2 separate regions of the Gossypium hirsutum genome follow, and region 2 is linked to region 1. The links are chromatin contacts, called in public Hi-C maps. All regions are on one chromosome and are shown on one strand. The core of a region is the stretch at or near the end of the contact, and the rest is flanking DNA. Distances in the headings are between cores, read along the strand shown.

Region 1 (7,789 bases), core at 1,306-3,805:
CATCTTCCCACCATGGTTGACCGAAAAGCCTTTGCCACTATCGTGAAATACCTACAAAAAAGAAAGCAGAAGACAGAGCAGAGAAATAGAAAAGAAATAAAAAATAAATATTATAGTTTGGCTATAAAATCCACAGCCATCACATGTAACAAAGAAAAAAGGAAATTCAACAGAGAAATAAAAAAGAACAAGTTACAAAGGTGGTTTTTTTTATCTTTTATTTTGATTTTTATCTCTTTTTGTTTTCTTTTCGTAAAGAACATAAAAAAAATAGAAACAAGATTTAAAGAAAACTTACCTCACCGGAAAAAAGGAAACTGAAACGTTTCTACCCCTTTTGTCAAGGTTGAACTGAGTTTTTCGGGTTAAAAAACCCAGATCAACATCCCATGTGAGAAAAGGAGTCAAAAGGGAGCGTTTTGGGTATTTTTTTCGGCCACCGAAAGCGACATTCGTCATCGCCGATGACCAGTGGTCGCGGCGGCCCTTGGGATCAGAACGGGGAAGGCTTTTTTGAGAGAAAAAAGAAAAAATAAGAATTTTTTTTAAAACATAGAGGGAAAGTGAATTGTTTATAGTTTTTTTTTAAAAACTTATATAAGAGGACCATACGACGTCATTTTGGAGTGTAGCTTAAAATTCCCAAAACGGTGTCGTTTTGAATCGTGACCTAGTGACCCGATCCGAATCCATCTAGAATCTACGTGTTTTCAATGGGAGGGTCTATTTGTAGTTTTGTTCCTTTCACCTTTTTTCCAATTTCGTCCTGTGCCTTTTTTATTTTATTTTTTACCCTACAATTTTAATTTCTTTGCAATGGGTCCTTTGACCCACTGTCGGCTTAAGGGAATGACATGGGGTTGGGAAAATAACCCTTTGGGCCCCTATTTATTTTATTTTATTTTGGCCCTTTATTTTTTTTAATTTTACACTTTAAATTTTATTAAATATTCAATCCAGTCCCTAGATTATCAACCCTTTGAGGAATGACATGTACTGGGTTTGGGTTATTTACCCTTTTGATCCTTGCCTTTTATTGTTTCTTTATTTTAACCCTTTAATTTTTACTTAAGGTTCTGTCACAATTTCAATTTAGTCCCCTATTCATTTAATTAAGTCCATGTATTTACTTTTTTTATTTTTTGCCGTTGGATTTCTTGGTTATTTTATTTTGGTATTTTATTTTTAATTATTGATATTATTAATATTATTAAGTAATCATGGTTGTTAATTAATATTAATTTTGTTAAAATTCGCTCAAAGAATCAATATTATATGAATGTAACTATATTATTATCATACATTTTTATATTATTTCACTAGTAGTATTATTATTATAAATATTATTAATCGAATATTTTCTTATTTATTTCATTATTTTTTTACTTATTATATTATTGTCATTTCATTTTATTATTTATGTTGTTTATTTTGTCAATGTCATAATTTTGTCATCATCGTGTCTTGTCAATATTGCTACATATGTTCATCTTTTTTTTTTGCACAAACGCATAAGAAATAATTTAAAACCGAGACAATATTCTTTATTTGAGAAATTCGAGAGGTTGTGCTCCCAACTTACAAAGTATGATTTTCTCCTTAAACCTAAGTAATTGAATATCTTATCTAAAATGGACAAACATAGGATTCAAGTAATAATCAAATGACGATTATTCTTGTTGTCGAGGATTCGAGATATTGTGTCCTAACTTACGGGGCGTGATCTTTTCTTTTCGATTAACTCAAAATAAAGCTTTTTTTTCCACAAAGTTTAATTTAATTAGCGATATTTTAATCAAGTAACATCATGCAAAGAGTGATCGTATTATAAATTCTTTTTGAATTTTTAATTTTCGACATCAAGACATTAAGTAATCAACTAGGTACGAATTTTGGGCGTTATAAGTGTGCTAACCCTTCCTCATACGTAACCGACTTCTGAACCCATTTCTTGAAATTTTTAGACAAAAAATTATCTTTTTAATAAATCTAACATTTTATAACCAAGTTTTGAGGTGATCCAATCACACCTAAATAAAAAGGATTGGTGGCGAATCCATTTTCGTTTTAAAATAAAAAGTCGACATCCAAAAAAGGGGTTTCGACAAATAAAATATGGTATAATTTTAAAAATAATATTTTTAAATAAAAATATAAATAAATATTGAATAAAAAGCTTAATAGAGTTGAGAGAGTTTGAGAGAAGGATGTGAATGAAAAAAATAAAATTTGGGGGTATTTATAGGTTAAAAAAATTACCATTGAGATTTTAAATTCTTTTACCGTTTAGCAAAGCAACAGTAAAAAAGTCATTACATTTTACCGTTAAAAAAAAATGCCTCAAGTTGACAAGCTTTCTTACAATCTTAGGGGGACTCGCTTTCACTTTCTATTTCCTAAAAATGATTTATTTTCCTAATTAAATTTTAAAACGATTTAAAATTCAAATTAAAAAAAAAAAAGAAGAGCTTATTCAGCTAATTTAGTAAAAACTCCTCCATAATTGTATTACCAAGTTATAACCCATATAATCTAATAAATATATGTTTATATTCTCTCTCTTTCTATTCATAGCTGTGATGTTGCCAACGAAAAAAGAAAAAAGAAAAAAACTGTGATGTTGCCCAATTGCAATACGACTTTCCTTTTTATTATATTTCTTCAATTTTTTTGTGATTCTCTTGTCTCTTCCCCATACCTTCCCCCTTCTCTCTCTCTCCAATAAATCACACTGGACCTCTCCTTTACCATCCTCCTTTCTTCTCTCGCCTATTTTCTCGACTCCATTTCTTTTTTCTTTTCTTTTTTTTCATTTTCATAATTTTTTTTCTATGGTGCTCGGTTTATATTTACCTCCTACTCCCAAGTGTTTCTCAAATTACCTGTACAGTTTAAAGTTAAGGTATTACTCTCCTCTCTTTCTTTCTTTCTATCTTTCATGCTTGCTTTCTTTCTATCAGCTCTTCTCTTCGCCTCAGATTTTGTTTTCTTTAGAAGCGACGGCTCTTTTTTTTTTTTTAAATTTCACCATTTTTCAGCTCTTCAAACAGCGCCTTTGTTTAGATTTCCTTTATTTCTTCCTCGATCTGAACCATATCCTTAGCTAAATCTAATTTTAGAAAATTAGAGCTTAATTTTTTTTCTTTTTTACATTACTGGTCTAAGCTTGGTAGATCTGTAAGGAAATCAAATACGCACTTTTTTTATAAAAAAAATCACCTTTTATTTAAACCAGATCTATTTAATTTTTGTTTTGAGTAGATCTGTTGCTTTAGAACTTTTCTAAAATAGTTGTGGAATTTCAATACAGTAATTTTTGCTTTATATTTCAAGACTGTTTAATTAAGCATCTGTTTATGTTAAATAGGGGAATTAATTGTTAATATTAGGAAAGAAAAAGAAAAGCGCCAGAGGAAAAAAGATGCAGTGTGGGATCCAACAAAGCGAAATTGGAAGCTGCTCTGACGAGATGCGGAGCTCCATTTCGGTTTCGGTTACGGATCGGAAAGAGACCATGGTCTGCCCGAAACCACGTCGTTTGGGTCTTTTAAACACCCCCTTCAACGACCACCCTGTTAGGTCCCTGAGATGGCAACTCAGGTAATTTTCTATTCTTTTTATGCCCTTCGATTATCTCTCTCCCTTCTATTTGTTTTTTAATAAATAGATCTAAGAAATAGCAGTTTGTTCTACGTTTTTCAGCCATCAAGTGGAGCTTTGTGATTCAAAAGAGGAGAGTGATGCTTTGGATTTTATTCTTACAAAGGTATACTTTGTTCTCATAATTTATTTATTTTTTAAAAAGAATTAAAACATATTTACAAGTTGCTATTTCTAAATGGTTTTGTTTTAAGGCACAATAAATTATTCTATAAATTATAAAATAAGAAAACCTATTTTTGGTCCCATAAACAATGCGGCATTTCGGTGCAACACCCATTGGGGTTCTTTTAAAAATTTAACCCTTGTTTCGTGTACGAGAAAAACTATTGTGGAATTGAGTATATAGAAAAATAGAATTTGGGTTCATTAAGTTACTTGTTTTAGTATGTTGTTTCATATTTAAAAAAAAAAGGATTATTATTTTATTCATGGTGGAATTTTTAAATTTTGTGAGATTAAAAACTTAAAATTTAGAAGTTAGAGCATGTGTCCCATTTTTTAAGTTAAAAAGGTATATGATATGATTATTGGTTTTGAAACTGAACAGGGTGGATGTGGAGTGGAACAAGGTTGTACACAAGTAGCGTTGTCGCCCCCATTTTTTTGTGGGTCGCCGCCGAGCAGAGTATCTAACCCGTTAATACAGGATGCTCGATTTGGGGAGCAGAAGATTATGTCATCGGTGCCACCTTCATCGGGCTTGTACTCATCTTCTCCCTCGTCGTCATCGAGGAAAGGAAGCTATGTTAGGGCGAATTTTGGTAGCAAACCAGCGGTGAGAGTGGAGGGGTTTGATTGCCTCGACAGGGATCGTCAGAATTGTAGCATCTCTGCACTGGCGTAGACCCCATTGCAATCCTGAAAACAGTAAATAGATAAGCCTAAAAAAGGTGCTTAAATATATATCACGTTTAAAATAGAGTAGCAAAAAATGACAGGAGCCCTTTGTCATTGTGTAAATATGTTTGGTAGGGTTCCTGATCTCTATGTAAATGATGGTGTCTTGTAAGTACAGGAGTTTTCTTGGTCAACAAAAATAAGGCTTAGGTGTAGCGTAAGACGCTACGAGCTGCAGATGATGGGAATTAATCTTTGTGGGAAATCATCTTTTCCTACTAGTTTTGGTTTTTATGGGTCGTTGAAGTTTTGATGAGCGGCTTATGGAGAGAAATGTGTACAAATTCAAGTTGGTAATTGAGCTAAATTTCAGTAGACATCAAAATGTGTATAAATCATTTTGGGTTCTGTTTTGTTTGTTTTGAGTTTCATTATCTTCCTTTCGGTTTAATTGGGATCCATAAAAACAACATGCATCATACATGTGGTGATGTCTGCTTAGGGGTGACGCGAATATGGGTGCAAGGTGGGTGCTTGAGAGTGCTGCTACCCAATTGCTTCTTGTCAGTTCTTTCTAAAAAGTGGCACCAAGCTTGCAACTTACAGTTTTATCCTATCTCGACGTGATTAACGATGATTGCATTTTATTTGTTTAAACTATTATATATATATATAAGTTTTTGTTATAATAAACTTTGTATTTTATTTTCTACTCAACAAGTGTCGGGGAGAAAAATGTGAAAGATGGTTGATTCGAAATCAGAAGATATTTCCTCCGTCCTTTAATCTGATCTTCCTTCTGCTTTTGGCAAGCAAACATCATAGCAAGTAAGTACTGGGAATGGCTGGGGCTTTCGCTTTTTTTTCCTCTCCTACACGCTGCACATGCACCTGAACATCAATATATATATATATATATATATATATATATATTCCGTATGCAAGATAAATTTCATCTGAACTAAACAATTTTGTTTGATTTATCTTAGATCAAATTTGATATAACTCTCGTAAATAATTCGATTTCATCTTAGACAAATTTTAAATGATTTATAATTTAATAATTCAAAAGTTTAACAATAAATTATTAAAATTAAATCAATTCATCTTTAAACTGCAACAACTTGAATGCATAATTATTCGACTTTGAATACAATTAATTTGATAGAATATCGCATGAAATCCATCAATACCCGAAGCCTTGAGAGGCGCCATGTTGAAAAGGGCACTTTGAACTTCCTCCAAGTTGACAGTAGTCACGAGACCCAAATTGTCCTCTTCATCAACCCATCGAAAGAGACCACACAACGGGAAAGTCTCTAGGGAAGGATTCTCCACCACATATAGTTGTGAAAATAAGTCAACAACAATTCTCTTTAGAGATTCATCTTCATAACATCAGTTACCATCCTCCAAACAAAGTCCTTCAATTTGGTTTATACGTTTTCTGGCCATCGTACGACTATAAAGTACCTCGTATTATGGTCTCCATTTATAAGCCATTCCCTTTGCGACTTTTGCTTCCAAAAGACCTTTTATTGATCAAGAATCACTTCCAACTACTTCTGAAGAAACAATTCCTGTTGGCGTAAGTACTGAGAATCCCATCGATCAAGTTTCCATTGAAGACGTTTTAATTTTACCATTGTTTCCTTTTTTTCGACGAAAGATATTTCGGAAAACATCCCTATTCCATTGCTTTAGTGAGTCACTGAACTCACTAATTTGCTAATAAGATCACCTTCCTTCAACTACTAAGTAAGAATAAATCCCCGACATCCCATATGAGACATTTGTTGGATTAAAATCCTCAATTATGGTCACATATGTATAATGTATAATGTTATTATAAAGTGTGATACAAAATTAAGTGACCAATTACGTTATAAGTGTCATAAGTATTAAAGTTTCATGGAAATAATATGTAGATACCATAAGTTGTATAATTTGATGATGGGTCAAATTATAAATACTCAAAACTGATTTAATAATAAGTTATTTTAAAATGAGGTAGTGATTCCCAAGAAATAGATATATATCTTATATTTCTTTTCTATCCCCATAAGAGAGAATTATATAAAGAGAAAAACAATGGATTCAGGTATACTTTTGCATTCAGTTTTGTTCTTGATTTATTTTTTATGACCTAACATGACAGATCTTAGTTTGTTAAGTTTTATATCAAAGTTTTACGGTTCTAACAACATCCAACTAGCAAGAAAGTGAAACGGATTGTCACCTCTTTTCTTCTTGATTGCATCTAAGGAGATCATCAATGGTCAATGATCAGATTTAAGCCAGTGAAGATGACGCACTGAACTTAACGGCATAAGGGATTCGACCTATATAAACAATGACATAGTAAAAAGTGAAGAGGAATAAACATAAATATTTTACGTGGAAAACCCTCAAAGAGGGAAAAATCACGAGCAAATAAGGTATCAACTTTTCATTAAATGAGTAAACAAACGAGAGTACAAAACGGAGAAAATAAACTAAATGTACTAAACGTATAAACCCAAACCCTGAATACTAAGCTCAAAATCTCAAAGAGCAAACCGGTAAACAAAACATTAAAACTCATAGAGCACTCACAAAAAGAATATAAAATACTCTTCATAATTACCATAAAACTCCCACCAAAACTCATTGGCGACTACATCTTGTCGCCTTCAAGAAAAGCCCTAGCTAATTAGCATATGAAAATAGGGATATAATGACCCATTTAAATAAGTTTATATTACATTTCTAATCATACTAAAATATCTCTGGAATAATAAGAGTCCAACTTGGAGAAGCAGTCTTACTTGTCTAAAACATGGTTGCCAAATAAGAGAACAAGTCGTGACGTGGCATATCGCCTTGTTGCAACGTCGTCTCTGCTTTGTCGTTTCAACGCTATCATGTCATCCCGACATCCCGATGCTCCTTGTTATGACGTTAAGCCTATTTTGGGCCTTCTTTAGTTGCTTGTCAAAACATATTCCTAAGTGCCTGTAAAATGTCTGATAAAAGCGAGGCACACCCCACAAATCTCTACCTTGGCTCATATTTATCACGCTTCCTTTTCCATGCCTTGTCATGGGCCAAACTCGAATTTCACAGAATACCAAACAAGGTCAAACAGTGCTCGAACTTGTGAAGTGAAAGACTCCTAGTCTTCAAACCAAAGTTGTATAATGCAACAAGGGTCAGTAACACCCAAACAGGAGAAAGAACATCAACTCTCTCTGTAAGAGTATGCCCAAAGATCATTCATGAGATGGTTGTAATAACATACTTGATTTAC
Region 2 (7,270 bases), core at 2,965-5,464, 180 kb before region 1:
AACACGTTAGGGCTCAATCCTTTCGAAGATTCCAAATACCTAGTATTGCCCTTATTTTTCAAAATTTTCTCTTTATACAAATTTGGGTAAAAATTATATAATGGAGTAACAATTGTGATAATGTAAATATAAATAGCATGATCAAGAAAATAATAATAATAATAATAATAATAATAATGAAAAGATAAATAAAAAAACAAATCAATCATGTATACACAATATCAAGTAAATAAACAAATAAAACCGAAGCATTTAAAGAATATAATAATGATAATAATGGTCATGTGAATAAATAAATAAATAAATAAATAAATATCAAGTAAAGCAATAATAATAATAAAGAAAATAGATACAAAATTATAAAATATAAAAATATATATATGTACATATAAGAAAAATATATATGTATGTGAATTATAAAAAAATAAAAAATATTATAAATATTTTAATATAAAATATATATAAGTATGTATATAAAATTATGAAACATAAAAAATATATAAAAGTATGTATATATATATTTATAAAAATTAAAAAATGTGTATGTATATGTATATATTACAAAAAGTATGTATGTATACATGCATATATAACAAAAAATTTGAAATTTAAAGGCATAAAAAGTAAATAATAATGATACAAGATTAATTATGCCACATAATAGTCTTAATAATATTAAAATAATTAATTTAATAATAAAAAACTAAAATAACAAATAGAGGATTAGATAGCATCAATAATCGAAGACCAATGAATTTAAAACAAAGAGTATAAAAAAATATAAGGCAAAATAAAATGTAAACAAATTTGAAAATAATGAATTTGAAAATGAATAATAAGGGAAAAAGAGATTTGAAATCAACAATATACAAATCAATAAATAAATTATACACAGATCAACAAAATAAGAACAAACCACAGAAAATAAGAACGCAAGAGAGAGAGAAATTTGAGTGAATACTCTTAAGAATTATTATTACTCCCAACTCCTGTGTTTTACAATGAAGGGAGAGGCCTCTATTTATAGTTGAGCCTCCCCAAATCCAACGGTACAGATCAATTACATCAACGACTAAGATTAAAGGGTCTACAAATTAAATCTCTAAGATTACAAAATCACATCTTCTGAGATTGCATATCATATCTAAGATTGCATATATCATATCTAAGATTGCATATCCTTGAAGATTATGTTTCCATAAGCTTGTAGATGGACCTTCAACCTTTTCAAGTAGTGGGTCATTCCGATCGGGCCAAATTATATAATTTTGTACTGGACTTGGACTTTGTTTTATTATTTTGGGTTTATTATTTTTTTGTAAGCCCAGGCTAAATTGGCCTATTACAGCTGCCCCTCTTTACTCATTGTCGTGTAACGAGAATGGAGCAAAGACTATAAAAAGGCCAATTTTGCTCGGTCTTGCTAGGCTCTGACTTCTTTGAGTGCTCGTCTTCTTCAAGTAGCTTATTCCAGTCCACTGCCTCTTCAGAGGTATAGGAATTGATGCTTCGATCCACTCCACTGCAACGTCAGGGAGATAGGATTTGTGCCTTGTAGCTTCTTAAAAGAACAAAATTTGCTATCTTTAGTCTGCTCCATTGCAACTTCAGGAAGATAAGGCTTGTAGCTTCAACTTGTTCCACTGTAACTTTAAAAATAAGTCTGATGCGATCTGCTCTACTACAACTTTAGAGATATGAGATCCATCATTCTGATCCACTCCACTGCAACTTCAGGGAGATAGGATTGGTTTCTTCAATCTGTTCCACTGCAACCTCAGGGAGATAAGATTGGCTTATTCAATCTGCTCTATTGCAACCTCGGGGAGATGAGACTGGATGCGATTTGCTCTACTTCAATTTTAGAGAGATAAGATCTGTGGTTTTAACCCGCTCCACTGCAACTTCAGAGAGATAGGATTGGTTACTTCTGTCTTCGATCTACTTTGCTGCCAATACAGGAAAATAAGATCTGTTGTTTTCGATCTACTTCGCTATCAATACAAGAAGATGAGATCCGTTATCTTTGATCTACTTCGCTGCCAATACAGGAAGACAAGATCTGTTATCTTCGATCTACTTCGCTACCAATATAGGAAGACAAAATCTGCTACCTTCGATCTACTTCGCTGCCAATATAGGAAGACAAGATCTGCTACCTTCGATCTACTTCGCTGCTAATACAGGAAGACAAGATCTACTATCTTCGATCTACTTCGCTGCCAGTACAGGAAGACAAGATCTGCTATCTTCGATCTACTTCGCTGCCAGTACAGGAAGACCAAATCTGCTATCTTCGATCTACTTCGTTGCCAGTACAGGAAGACGAGATCTGCTATCTTCGATCTACTTCGCTACCAATATAGGAAGACAAGATCTGTTATCTTCGATCTACTTCGCTGCCAGTACAGGAAGACGAGATCTGCTATCTTCGATCTACTTCGCTACCAATATAGGAAGACAAGATCTGCTATCTTTGATCTACTTCGCTGCCAATACAGGAAGACAAGATCTATTTTCTTCAATCTACTTCGCTACCAATATAGGAAGATAAGATCTGCTATCTTTGATCTACTTCGCTACCTATATAGGAAGACAAGATCTGTTTTCTTCGATCTACTTCGCTGCTAGTATAGGAAATTTGTTATATGATGGCGTTTAAAAAAAATAAAAATAAAGAATAACGTATCATATTTGAAGGATATTAAAATATCTGATCACCGAAGAAATTTAAAATTAAAGAATAAAGATTTTGAATTACTATTAAGTTTAAGGTTAAGGTTAATATATATTTTGTGTTTTAAATTTTACCATTTGTAGTTAGTTGGTAGCTGTTTTATTTTTTTTGAAAACTTAGTTGATGTTTGGATTTATATTCCGTCAATTAGGTTTGTACTTTCACCCTAAAACTGTTAGTTTGTACTAACTTGATACTAATAGTTAATCCGAAGATGATATATGACAACTTCTTAATATGTTACGTGGCAAACATAATTAATTTTTTTTAAAAAATTTAAAATATATAAATTAATAAAAAATATAATTTTTTTTCACATCCAGATGTGTTTTAAGTAATTTTATTTTATTTTATAAAATTTCAGTTTTTAGATTATTGTTGTTTTAGAAAATATATAATTTTTTAAATCAATGAAAATATAAAAAAAATATACTATTAAAAATATATAGAAAGCCTATAATATTTTTAAAATTTTATAATACAATTTATAAATTTATAAAAATAAAAAATATAAAAAAGGAAAATAACTAAAAAATTATAAAATCATAAAGAAATATAAAGATTTATATTTTTATTAATTTATATATTTTAAAATTTTATACTTTTAATTTCAAAATAATAATATAAATAACCCGATATTGTAAAAAAAACTAAAATGATATAAACTTGCTAAAACCTTTTGAAATTTTAAAAAAAAAAGATTAGACTCATTTAAAAATTGTGAAAGTTATCAATGCGTATGCAGAACTCGGAATCCAAAATCAGACTCCAAGGAATGAACCAAATCATTAAAACCAAAAAGGCTACCCTTGATTAAAGCTTGTGGTTTCTCCTGGATTTCAGAATTAGAAGTCGGATTGGAAAAAAAAAAGAAATTGGAATCCTTGAAGGGGTCAATTTTGATGCTACCTTGGAGTGCCAATTTCCAGAACATGAAACAAAATTGGAGAAGAAACAAGACACAATGGATTTGGAATTGTAAAGCAAATTGGATGGATTTGAAGAGCGAATTGGATGAAATCCTTCAACTACGGCTGCTTAAGCTTCAAGCCTTGATTAAATTTTTTAAAAATTGATTAAGAAGATGGGTGAATTAGATGGAAATGCAATTGAGCATACTTAAATTATGATGTTGAAAGATTTTAACACCAATCTTAAAAAACATAATAAAATAAATAAACTAAATAGACAAACACATATAACTATTCCCATTCATATTCCCACTATAACAAATATATATAATTTTCCATTGCTTAAGGATAGTAGCCAACACACTCACACTAACCCTTATGTGAATATTAGGCTCCAAAGTTAGGTTGACCTCGAATATGACTTGAGAATAATTATTTTTAAATAATAAAATGAGTTGGATCAGGCTGAAAAATTTAGCCCAAGTCCATCCAAATCACACCCAGCCCATGAAGGCAGTAGGGGCGGCTGTGTTTGGATTAAAACATAGATTTACAAAACTGTCCTTAAAAACTAAAAAAAATTCCCTCTCCTCCAGTAAAGATTACACACATCTTATCCGTTTCCCCAAACATCACAGTGTGAAGCATTTGAGCATTAAAATCATACATGACATAGATTTCTACATTTCATCTTCAACATCTTCACTGCAATGGCAGCCATGCTCTCACTCTCTCCAAATCCTCCCATCACAACTTTACCCTCTCTTCGTTCCACTTTCAAGGTTCTTCTTCTTTCCCTCTCTCTTTTATTTTATGTTCCACATCGGATTGCTTACTTGAATTCCCCCTCCGCCCCTATTTGTTGCAGGGAAATCTGAGGAATTTACAACCAAACCCTTTTCACATTATTCGTATCAGGACCAAGCAGCAAGGGGTAGAGGCACAAAAGGGGACACGGTCTTTAGTGGTTGTGAACCAAGCAGCAACAACCCAAGTGTCGGTTACAGCTTCTAATGTGAGGTTTCGGTTGGACAACCTGGGACCTCAGCCTGGGTCAAGAAAGAAAGGGAAGAGAAAGGGGAGAGGAATATCGGCTGGACAAGGTGGGAGCTGTGGGTTTGGAATGAGGGGTCAGAAATCACGTTCTGGCCCAGGTGTTAGAAAGGGATTTGAGGGTGGCCAAATGCCACTCTATAGGCGTATCCCCAAATTGAGAGGAATTGCCGGAGGTAATCTTTATTTATTTATTTTTACTTCAAATGCTTTATTATGGAATTATGGTTTCTGGGTTAGAATTCCTGGGATAATGGAGCTGGTGCTGGGGTGTTTATAAGTAAAATCATTTTCTTCATCCCATTTATGGTAGGGAGTATAAAAGGCTTGTCTTAGGGAGAAAATATAAATATATAAATGTGCGCATGTCAAGTGTTTATAGAAGATATTCCCAATGTAACTGAATAGCTGAAATACTAAACCAGTTTTACTGAAATTTATCAACACCTCTAGTATTTTATTAAAACTTCGCTTACCCATAGTAGTGCCCCTCCCAAGCTACCAAAATTATCCATTGTGTTGAAGGAGAAAATCAGAGGATGATTTTACAAGGTAGAGATTCTGATGCTGATAATGCTTTAGAGGAGGTTGAAGGATTTTCCTTGCTCATATTGTTAGGATTTTCTTTTTTCTTCTTTTGTGAATTTATTTTGAAGCTTAGTTGTAGTATCCGTTACTATGGAGCTCTTGTTTGTCATATGGTTAGTCTTAAGGCCCCAAAAGCTTTGTTCACATTTGCATTTGTGTTACAAAAGCCTAACCATCTTGTAAAATATTTTGAGATCAAATTGAATGAATCTAGTAAATAGCAAGGTAATGATTGCCATTATTGCCTCACTTGAGAATTTGAAGAACATAAGAGAACTTAATATGCTAAATGGAACTAATTATTTAAGATAAAAATGAAGCCTTTTATTATGGTTAACAGTTTCACTGTGAAATATTGCTTTAGGGTTATTCCTACCCAAGTTTGCATAGAACCGCTTATAGTGACAAGATTCATTTTGAAGTAAATAGTGACTCACAGTGTACCCCTTCATTTTCCCAGATATAAAAGGTTTAGATGAAAACTCATCTATTTGTTTAAATGAGTTAGCTCAAGTATATTGATCAAACAAGAGGAGGATGGACTTTGTTCTAAAACAAATTAGTATGTTTTTTAGAAAAGCAAGAGTATTTGCAAAATACTTGGTTTTGAAAATCAAGTTAGTAAGCAACAAAAATAAAAGAGTTGAGAGAGAAAAAGTCTGTCACTTTGAAACAATGACGAATTCCAAGCAAACAATATGCTTCTATTTCATATGTGGGAAGTAGTTTAAGAGTTACCATTGGTGGTGAGATCATGTGATGATTGGCAGATTGATCAGTTTGAGTGGAATACTGTGGTCTTGTGCCCTTGGAGGGGATAAGCCTTTTGGCTCTTCAAAGACATCAGCAAAAGAATCCAATAGTGGCCGTAGCTGAGGTGAAGTGCTTATTTCTAGATAGTCACTACTAAGCAAGTAAGGTTGTCCAAGTACCTTGGGGTCTTTTTCCACCAACTTTTGTAGCTTGCTATCCAGAATAATTTTCAGTTGGCCCTCTTGTTGTCCCCTTAAGAGTGATTTGCTGACCATCTTTTTGAAAAGAGAGAGTCATGGTTTTGAAATCAAACATGAGTGGTCTGTATGTCCTCATCCAATCTACTCGAAGCACCATGTCACTCCCTCCCAGAGGTAAGACTCTCATATCATATTGAAAGTGGTGTCCTTGCATACTCCATTGTAGTTGCTTACATTTAGCTAGACTGTATAATATCTTTCCATTAGCAACTGTAAGTGATAAAGGCTTGCTTTATTGAACCTCTACACCTTCCTTAGCCCATTTGGGAGTCACAAAGCTATGAGTGCTCCCACAGACCACCAAAATACTCACTGGTTTACCTTTGATGCTGCCTTGAACTCTAAGTAGGTTATGCCCTGTGTTGCCAGTCAAAGCATTCATAGAGATCTCCTGCTCCTTCTCATTGTATTTTTGTTCCTTAATCTCTTCACTTCTTGTTCCTCCAATGAGTCATTCTTAGCTTCCATTTCTTCTGTTAAAGTCTCATTAACAGTCAATGAATTAGACTGTTTGGTTTTGCAACACTGCCCAGGGTGAAATTTCTCTCCACATTCAAAGCAAAGGTTCAAGGCGCTCCTTTGGTCTATAAGATTTTGTTTGTTTAGGTTTTGATTCTGTATAGGGATATTTTGTGGGGTTTGGGATGATACGGAGGTGGTATTTTTCTGGTTTGGCAAGGAAAAGGTCTGAAAGCTGCATTCAAGGTGGTAGGTTCATTTGCCTTAGTTCTAGGCTTTAGATCCTCTCTTAACCCACTGATAAAGCTGGAAATGAAGTAGCTTTCTGATAAAGGGGGGTTATGTTGCAGCATATGAGGCCAAAGTTCCTCAAATTTCTCTTGGTACTCCTCAACTGTGGATTTTTGGGATAATTTGTTGAACTCCTCAATGATGTCAGACCAGATTTTGTCACAAAACCTTTGACGTAAATCAATCACAAACTCTGACCTAGTCACTACATTTTTTTT

What was found. Hi-C and Micro-C count contacts between places; a contact is called where the count stands out from the background.
Region 2: a contact with region 1 is called in a Hi-C map of hypocotyl, with 2.4 times the contacts expected there. The contact joins the promoter of LOC107909570 here to the promoter of LOC107909575 in region 1. A contact is called at or near these places in 4 of 34 Hi-C or Micro-C datasets (hypocotyl and leaf).

The regions. Positions count from the first base shown.
Region 1 is chrD02:63,324,772-63,332,560 of Gossypium_hirsutum_v2.1, reverse strand. It overlaps LOC107909575, which reads left to right and starts at 2,555. Exons shown (of 4, transcript XM_016837158.2): 1 at 2,555-2,902; 2 at 3,368-3,600; 3 at 3,703-3,766; 4 at 4,211-4,877. The coding sequence starts at 3,422. The coding sequence ends at 4,507.
Region 2 is chrD02:63,509,773-63,517,042 of Gossypium_hirsutum_v2.1, reverse strand. LOC107909570 (50S ribosomal protein L15, chloroplastic) reads left to right here and starts at 4,214. Exons shown (of 4, transcript XM_016837152.2): 1 at 4,214-4,430; 2 at 4,517-4,877. The coding sequence starts at 4,359.